Regions from separate parts of the Macaca mulatta genome. Here region 1 is linked to region 2. Evidence: chromatin contacts called from public Hi-C data. All regions are on one chromosome and are shown on one strand. The core of a region is the stretch at or near the end of the contact, and the rest is flanking DNA. Distances in the headings are between cores, read along the strand shown. Region 1 holds the start of BMP6 (bone morphogenetic protein 6). Region 2 holds the start of TXNDC5 (thioredoxin domain containing 5).

Evidence for each region. A called contact is a pair of places that touch in the nucleus more often than the background predicts.
Region 1: a contact with region 2 is called in a Hi-C map of fetal cortex germinal zone, with 2.0 times the contacts expected there. The contact joins the promoter of BMP6 here to the promoter of TXNDC5 in region 2. A contact is called at or near these places in 2 of 14 Hi-C or Micro-C datasets (fetal cortex germinal zone and liver).

What each region holds. Positions count from the first base shown.
Region 1 is chr4:175,459,929-175,463,777 of T2T-MMU8v2.0, reverse strand. It overlaps BMP6 (bone morphogenetic protein 6), which reads left to right and starts at 2,286. Exons shown (of 7, transcript XM_001085364.5): 1 at 2,286-3,807. The coding sequence starts at 3,150.
Region 2 is chr4:175,271,733-175,275,430 of T2T-MMU8v2.0, reverse strand. TXNDC5 (thioredoxin domain containing 5) reads right to left here and starts at 1,719. Exons shown (of 10, transcript XM_015135522.3): 1 at 1,448-1,719. The coding sequence starts at 1,707.

The DNA of each region.
Region 1 (3,849 bases), core at 1,037-3,536, 190 kb before region 2:
AGAGTTGCTGCTCAGATGTTTAGTTGATAGTCACTTTAGACTCACGTCATACGAACCCATCTACTTCTAAGTGTCTAAGGAAAGGGAGAGATTGCGTGTGTGTGTGTGTGTGTGTGTGTGTGTGTGTTCTGCACTAGGTCCACCCCATAGATGCATATACAAGTTGAGTATCCCTTATCCAAAATGCGTGGGACCAGAAGTATTTCAAATTTCAGATTTTTAGATTTTGGAATATTTGCATATACATAATGAGACACCTTAGGGATGGGATCCAAGTCTAAACATGAAATTCATTTATGTTCCATATATATCTCATATACATGGCCTGAAGGTAATTTAATACAATATTTCAAATAATTTTGTGGATGAAAATTTTGACTGTGTTTTGACCATGTCCCATCCTATGAGGTCAGGTGTGGAATTTTCCATCTGAGGCATCATGTCAGCTCTCATAAATCTTTAGATTTTGGAGCATTTCGGATGTCAGATTTTTGGGTTACGGATGCTCAACCTCTACAATAGGTCGGTCACACCTTGATTTTGTGTTTTAAATGACATAGCCCCACCAAGGTGCCCTCATCCATGTCTGAAATGTTGAGTTTCCTGTGTCTTCCCCACTGCCCTCATAGGTGGAAAGTCTTTTACTCAGCCTGCATCTCACCAGAAGTCTTATGAAGAAGGTGCAACTAGGTTTTAAAAAAGGAGGCTCTTGGCAGGAAGCCTAGGTGTATTTGCTGGAATTTCAGACCTTCTGAGCAGAGCTCTTGGCTGCTGTGGGGCACTGCAGTGAATTTATGTCCCTAACATGTTCCATACAGAAAAAAGAAGTGACAGGGCTCTTGAATTCTGAGGATCCTGACATCCCAGACGAAGTATCGTATTATCTTTTCAGATGGAAGAAATCCCTGTAGAGGTGGTTAAAGACTGGCATTCAGGGGTGCTCAGTTTTGTGGCCTGAAATTAATAGCTATCAGATATTTGTAGAAATAAAGACTCTTCTAAATGACCACTTGTGTCTGGGCCAAGACAGAACTAGAAAGAAGGACTCAGTGGGTGGTTGGAGGTAAAGACTTTTACCCATAAGAAATAGATTCTTGGAAATAGGATAGGAATGCTTATAAGATTTGGACCAGCAGAAAGCCTATGATGTCATAAATTCATGAATCCCACAGTCTATAATCTATTTGACTTCACTCTCAAATGCCTAGGACCATTTGGACTAAGGCTGGCAAGTCAGAAAACTGCAGTTTTTATTTTCTATGCCACACGATTTTCACCAGGTAAAAAACCTTAATGTTTTATGTGAATTTGCTTCCACGATCCATAGACGGCTGGATGTTCTTGGGCGGGTAAAGGCAAATGAATTTGCGTCCTCACTGGCAAATGGTGTTGGTGGTGGTGTTATCTTGCCTAAAGTCCGCAGCAACCTGTGTTTCAGGACCCTATCTATTGTCCTGACCATTCAGAGTGCATGCCAAGCCCCTGCTCTTCCTGGAGTTATCTTTATCACCTCTCCTCAAGTTTTATCTTGCACCATATAAGTCACATTGTATTTCAATATTAAAATGCAACATTAATAGATAAGCTGGAGAAGCACTGAGTCATTTCCAAGAAGACAGGGGACGATTTTTCTAATATATTGTCTGAATACACCCTCTTTCTCTTGGGTGTAGCTTAAGAAGCCAAACCAAAGCCCAAATGAACAGATAAGTCAACACATGCGACCCCAAACCCTCAGGACGCTGGCTTGGGTTACATGTGGCCCTCTCTGTGGTCAGTTTGTGAGTAGCCTTCCCAGAGGGTGTGTCCCAACTTCCAGCAGCTGCCGTGGAAAGCCACGTGTCCGCTAAACGCCTACATTACATCAATAAGAGAAACTAAGGAAGGGATGGAAAAGCTATCATTTTTCTTTTCTTCCTCAATTCTGGCAGTATGGTGATTTAATCGCTGTTATTATTTTTATTTAGTTAAAGCATCAACTTAGGCCTTTTAAACGATGGTAAAAGAGAAAGTTTCAGATCGGGGGGTATTGGTCAGATCATTCTTACTAGCGACGACCTTTTAGCCTTTGACACCTCGCGGCTCTCCGCTTGCCTCCAAGAATTCCCGGGTCTTGAAACCTACGCGCCGCGGAGGCGACGCCTCTCGGGAGAGGGAGGGTGAAAGAAGGGGCGGGGCTATTTAAATAGCCCGCGAGCTTCGGGTCCCGATTGGCTGCTAGCCTGTCGGTTACCGCGGGGCGGGGAGTCCCGGGGCTGGAGTGCGGTACCTGAGCGCGGCGCGCCGCAGAAAGCCCACGTTGGCCGCTGCGGGAAGCGCGGCGTGGAGAAGCTGGAGACTGCGAATTCCAGCGCCTCCGCCGCGGCTGCTGCTGGGTGCACTGGCCCCCTTCCTTCCCATCCCTTCTGCGAGCGGGTTTGCTGGGCAGCCGGGCGAGCGCCGAACGGAAAGCAAGATCCTCGCCGCCTCCACTTGAGGCGTGCGGCGCGCGGAGATTTTGAGGGGGAGCGACGGTGACCGAGGGCTCAGGGGCGCGGAGTTCGTGAGCAAGAACGAAGTTAAACCTCACGGAATAGACTGGCATTTGGGGACGCCTTGTCGCCGCAGCGTGGGCCCTGCGCCGGGGTAAACTTCACAGTGGCCCTGCAATCCAGGGAGGGGCGTGCGTGGCCACGGTGATGCCGGGCATCTCCCGCAGCTCGTGAGCCGCCCCGCTACCCCGCCGCCCCGGGTCCCACTCAGCCGCCAGGGAGGGCGCGGGGCAGCGCACGTGAGCGTCCAGCGAGGCCCAGAGTGACCGCGCCGCGACCCGCCCAGGAGCCAGGGCGCAGACTGCAGCGCAGCCCGGACTCGGACGCACCTGGCCTGTACCGCGCGCCTCTAGAGACCTGCGCGGGGCTGTGGGGCTCCCCTTCCTCCCCTCCAAGAGGTTCTCCCGGTGATCGCCCCTTCGCCACCCCTCTATCCTGGGCAACTGGGGGCGCCCCGGACGACCATGAGAGATAAGGACTGAGGGCCAGGAAGGGGAAGCGAGCCCGCCGAGAGGTGGCGGGGGCTGCTCACGCCAAGGGCCACAGCGGCCGTGCTCCAGCCTCGCTCCGCCGCTCCACGCCTCGCGGGATCCGCGGGGGCAGCCCGGCCGGGCGGGGATGCCGGGGCTGGGGCGGAGGGCGCAGTGGCTGTGCTGGTGGTGGGGGCTGTTGTGCAGCTGCTGCGGGCCCCCGCCGCTGCGGCCGCCCCTGCCCGCTGCCGCGGCCGCCGCCGCCGGGGGCCAGCTGCTGGGGGACGGCGGGAGCCCCGGCCGCACGGAGCAGCCGCCGCCGTCGCCGCAATCCTCCTCGGGCTTCCTCTACCGGCGGCTCAAGACGCACGAGAAGCGGGAGATGCAGAAGGAGATCTTGTCGGTGCTGGGGCTCCCACACCGGCCCCGGCCCCTGCACGGCCTCCAACAGCCGCAGCCCCCGGCGCTCCCGCAGCAGCAGCAGCAGCAGCAGCAGCCGCCTCGCGGAGAGCCCCCTCCCGGGCAGCTGAAGTCCGCGCCCCTCTTCATGCTGGATCTGTACAACGCCCTGTCCGCCGACGACGAGGAGGACGGGGCGTCGGAGGGGGAGAGGCAGCAGCCCTGGCCCCACGAAGGAGCCAGCTCGTCCCAGCCTCGGCAGCCGGCCCCGGGCGCCGCGCACCCGCTCAACCGCAAGAGCCTCCTGGCCCCCGGACCTGGCAGCGGCGGCGCGTCCCCACTGACCAGCGCGCAGGACAGCGCCTTCCTCAACGACGCAGACATGGTCATGAGCTTTGTGAACCTGGGTAAGGATTTGGGGTAACCTAATGACGAGAACATTTCCCCCT
Region 2 (3,698 bases), core at 470-2,969:
TAGGTAAATTGTTAATAAACCCACACCGGTCCAAAAAGTTGATTTAACTCCAAATGGACTGAAACACAGTAACAGCCTGAATACAGGGTTAAGAGAAAAACGTTTCTCCAAGTTTGAAATGTACAATTTCTGAACTGGCCATTTTTCTTAGGGTACCTTGTCTCTATGCCTTCCTACATCCCTTTCCCAAGTGAGCCTCTGCTTAGCTCTGGTGAAGAATACCAAGTTCTGCAACAAGCACCTGCAGGCTATTCCAGCCTCTCAAAGGTCTTGTGTCCTAAAATTATGGCTTTTCTGCCCTGGCCTGTGATCACTTCCCTTCCTCGGGGCATCCTAGCGCTGGCAGGAAAGCTGTGCACATGCTTGTGTGAATGACAGGAAGCCCTTCCGTGGGATGAGTGCCAGGGTAGGGGTCTCTCAGGTCAGCAGCGAGGCCCACACCAAAGCCCCGCCCAGAGAACCAAAACAGGAGGGACCATCTGCTCAACTGAGGGGCTTCTCCGGATCTTACACATAACAAGTGACCTAGCCCCGAGAGAGCAGGGGGGAGGTGACAGGACAGCCTGGAGTTGAGGACCAGTGGGCTCCGGTCAGAGAGCACACCCACCCTGAGCTGCGGAGAGGTGGGGGGGGGGGGGGGGCGGGTCCAGAATTCGCACTATCTTGGTCTTTCCGGGGTAGCTCGGCAACCCTCCTCTGCCTGGACCACTCCTTCCTATCCCATAAAACACGCACAAAGTGGGAAGCGACACTTTCCTGAGTTCTATTTTTCAATTAAAGCCTCTGGAAGGGGACGTGCCCGCCGTCTAAGTGTCCCAGCCCACCCCGGTGGCCGCGGCAGCAGCAAGGCCGCTCCGGTGAGCGCACGTGGCTCACGGGCAGGCCGCGCGTCCGGCCGGCACAGGAAGTTTGGGGCTCTGGGCAGGGACCGCGGGGTGACATTTGGACTCCCGGCTGCCCGAAAGGGCGACGACCCCACATTCCCCTCCCTCGGTGCCGAGGTCCAAGAGGGGGTTGAATTCAGGAGCGCGACACAGGGCGGGCTTTTCCCGGCTGTCCCCTCGGGGACCGCCCCCTCCTCCCGCACCGCCCCGGCCGCCAAGCGCCACGTCAGCCGCGAGCGCCCGGCCCGCTGCGCTCACGCCCCCCAACCCGGAGCCCCAAGCCCTCGGTCCCCTGCAGTCTCCGGCTCCCGGCCCCGAGCCGCGGCGCCCGCGCCCCACACCCTCCCAGCCGGAGCCCCGAGCCCGCAGGATCCCCGCGCCCCCAGTGCCCACGTCCCGCAGCCCTGAACCCCGAGCCCCGCGCCCGTAGCGCACACGCCGCTGACCGGAGCCGTCGGCGCCCACGTGGCCCCCGGCCCGGGAACCCCCGCCCGCGGGCATAAGCGCCCCACGCCCCCCGAAGCGGCAAGTGCGGGGCAGGGCGCCGGCCTGCGCGGCGTTACCAGGGCGCGAAGAACATGACGAAGTGCGCGGCGCTCTGGATCCCGTGCGTGAACATGTCGGCCGTGTACAGGTGCTTGCTGTGCGGGTCCTGCCCGTCCCCGCCGTCTGCCGCGGGGGACCCGTCCGCCGCCGCCGCCGCCTCCTGGGCCCGGGCGCCCCAGCCCCCGCCGCCGCCATGGCCCAGCAGCAGCAGCAGCAGCGCGGTCAAGGCCGACGGCCGGGCCAGCAGCGGGAGGAGGCGTCCTGGGCGCGCGGGCATCGCGGCGGGGCTGGGCGCGCTCTCGCCGCGGCCGCCGGTCCCCTCGCAGCGCCCGCCCTGCGCCCCGCCCCGGAGAGGCCGCGCCCCTTCCTCTCCCCGCCCGCCCGCGCCGGCGCGCGCTCGCTACCCGCCCGAGGCCCGGGTCCGCGCGCGGGGAGGGAAGGGCTGGAGCGAGGGACCGAGTCTGGGAGGGCTCTCCGAGTCCGGCCTCCTGCGCTTCCCACCACGGGACGGCTCGCCCCAATCCCGCGAGGCTCCTGCGCCTCCGCAACCCAGGCCCTCACCCCTTTCCCCGTGGCCCGCTCCGCTCAGAGCGGCGGTGAACACACAAAGTAACGATGAGGCCAGCGGGAAGCCACAGAGGGGCCGGTCAGCCTCGGCTAATCACAGCTCACACAAGCACTCCGGGATTTCAGGCCAAAGGAAGGACAGAGCTGCTGTCAGCAGCAGAATGTAGGAAATCGGGCAAAAGACGGTGCGGTTTGCACCTGAATGAGTCAGATTCTTGGCCAGCGCTCAACTGTGATTCTTGACCTGGGCTCAGAGGGGTGATGAAACCCGCTTACCAAGTGAACCCCTTGCTGGTTACCCCTGCCCGGCCTTAACTCGGGGATGAAGAGGAAAGAACGTCAAAGCGGCCTCTTCTAGACAAGAAGGCACCTAACAGGACTGGCTGGGGTCCTACTGTGCCCTAATTTATCCAGGTTACTAAAATGAATGACAGTACGCCTGCTCTGGCTGAGCTCAGCCTTGTGGAATGGCCGGAAGGCATCCCTGCCCGGCGCCTCGTAACTCGCACCAGCACACACACCTTATAGCAGATGGTAATCGAAAGTTCCAGCCCTACCCAGGGGATCTGAGGCTAAATTAGGGAGAATCACCGGGTTGCTCTCCGGGATCCTGCCTGCTCTTTGATTATCCTCAATCCAGGAAGCCCCAGGTAGTTAACTCCTGGCTTGGCAATGGGACACGCCCACTGTCTCACCTGTCATTATCTGCTCCTGCCTTAAGCCCAGCCACTTGTGAACCTTTAACCATGGGTTGGCAAACACCAAAACCATCAATCTCCCTCCTAAGTCTGTTCTCCCAGCTACTTAAGCTTGAAACATGGGAGGCATCTTGCATTGCTCGCTCTTTTCCCTGTGTCTCAAAATTCAAACCAACCGCATTTCTTGTAACCATGACTTCCTTTCAGCAATCTCAGTGTTCATACCCTGAACAGATCTGAAGCCTGGCCTATTGCAATAGCTTTCTAAGAGTCTCTTTCATTCACACGGCTGGAAAATTAATCTTCCTAAAGCCTGCCTTTGACCAAGACAGTTTGCTGCTTAAACTTGGACCAACACACCACCAATGTCCCCATGGCCTTGGCCTATGGGATGAAATACTGATTCCTGGGGCAGCCATTCAAGGCCTTCCGTGATGTGGTTGCATCATACTTTGTGTCCCTGTGAAACTCACTCAACACTAGAAATCCAGGGATTCTCTCCAATAACTGTTATTGCCAAATTCTAATCCCTGTGTTCTCCAACACCTCATACCTCCCAAACCCTTCCCACAAGCATCGCCATACACTCTTACAGCATCAACGTCTTTCGTTTTTAACTGAAACACAGTTCTAGGAGCTCCCTCAAGTGTTGGCTCCTCATTCTTTCACACCTGGAGTCCCTCAGCGCCAGGAAGTAAAGCCTTCCTGGTTCCCCATCGCTCCTTCCAAATCCTACAAAACCCTCAGCTCTCCTTAAATGGATGCTACTGGGCATGGCACCCTCTGCCCTGCCAGTTCCTGTCGTTCTTTCACATCACTCTTCCTGGTTCAGTGAAGACTTTGGTTCCTGGCTCACAGTGTTCCTGGCTACCCCTTTCCTGTCTTTCATTCCTGGCAGCTCCAGCATCCAGGTGGATGCTCCATCTACCTTTCCCTCAGTAACTCCCACCCAAAAGGGAGACCCTAGCACTTGTCATCACCAGCATCTGCGCCATCTCCAAAA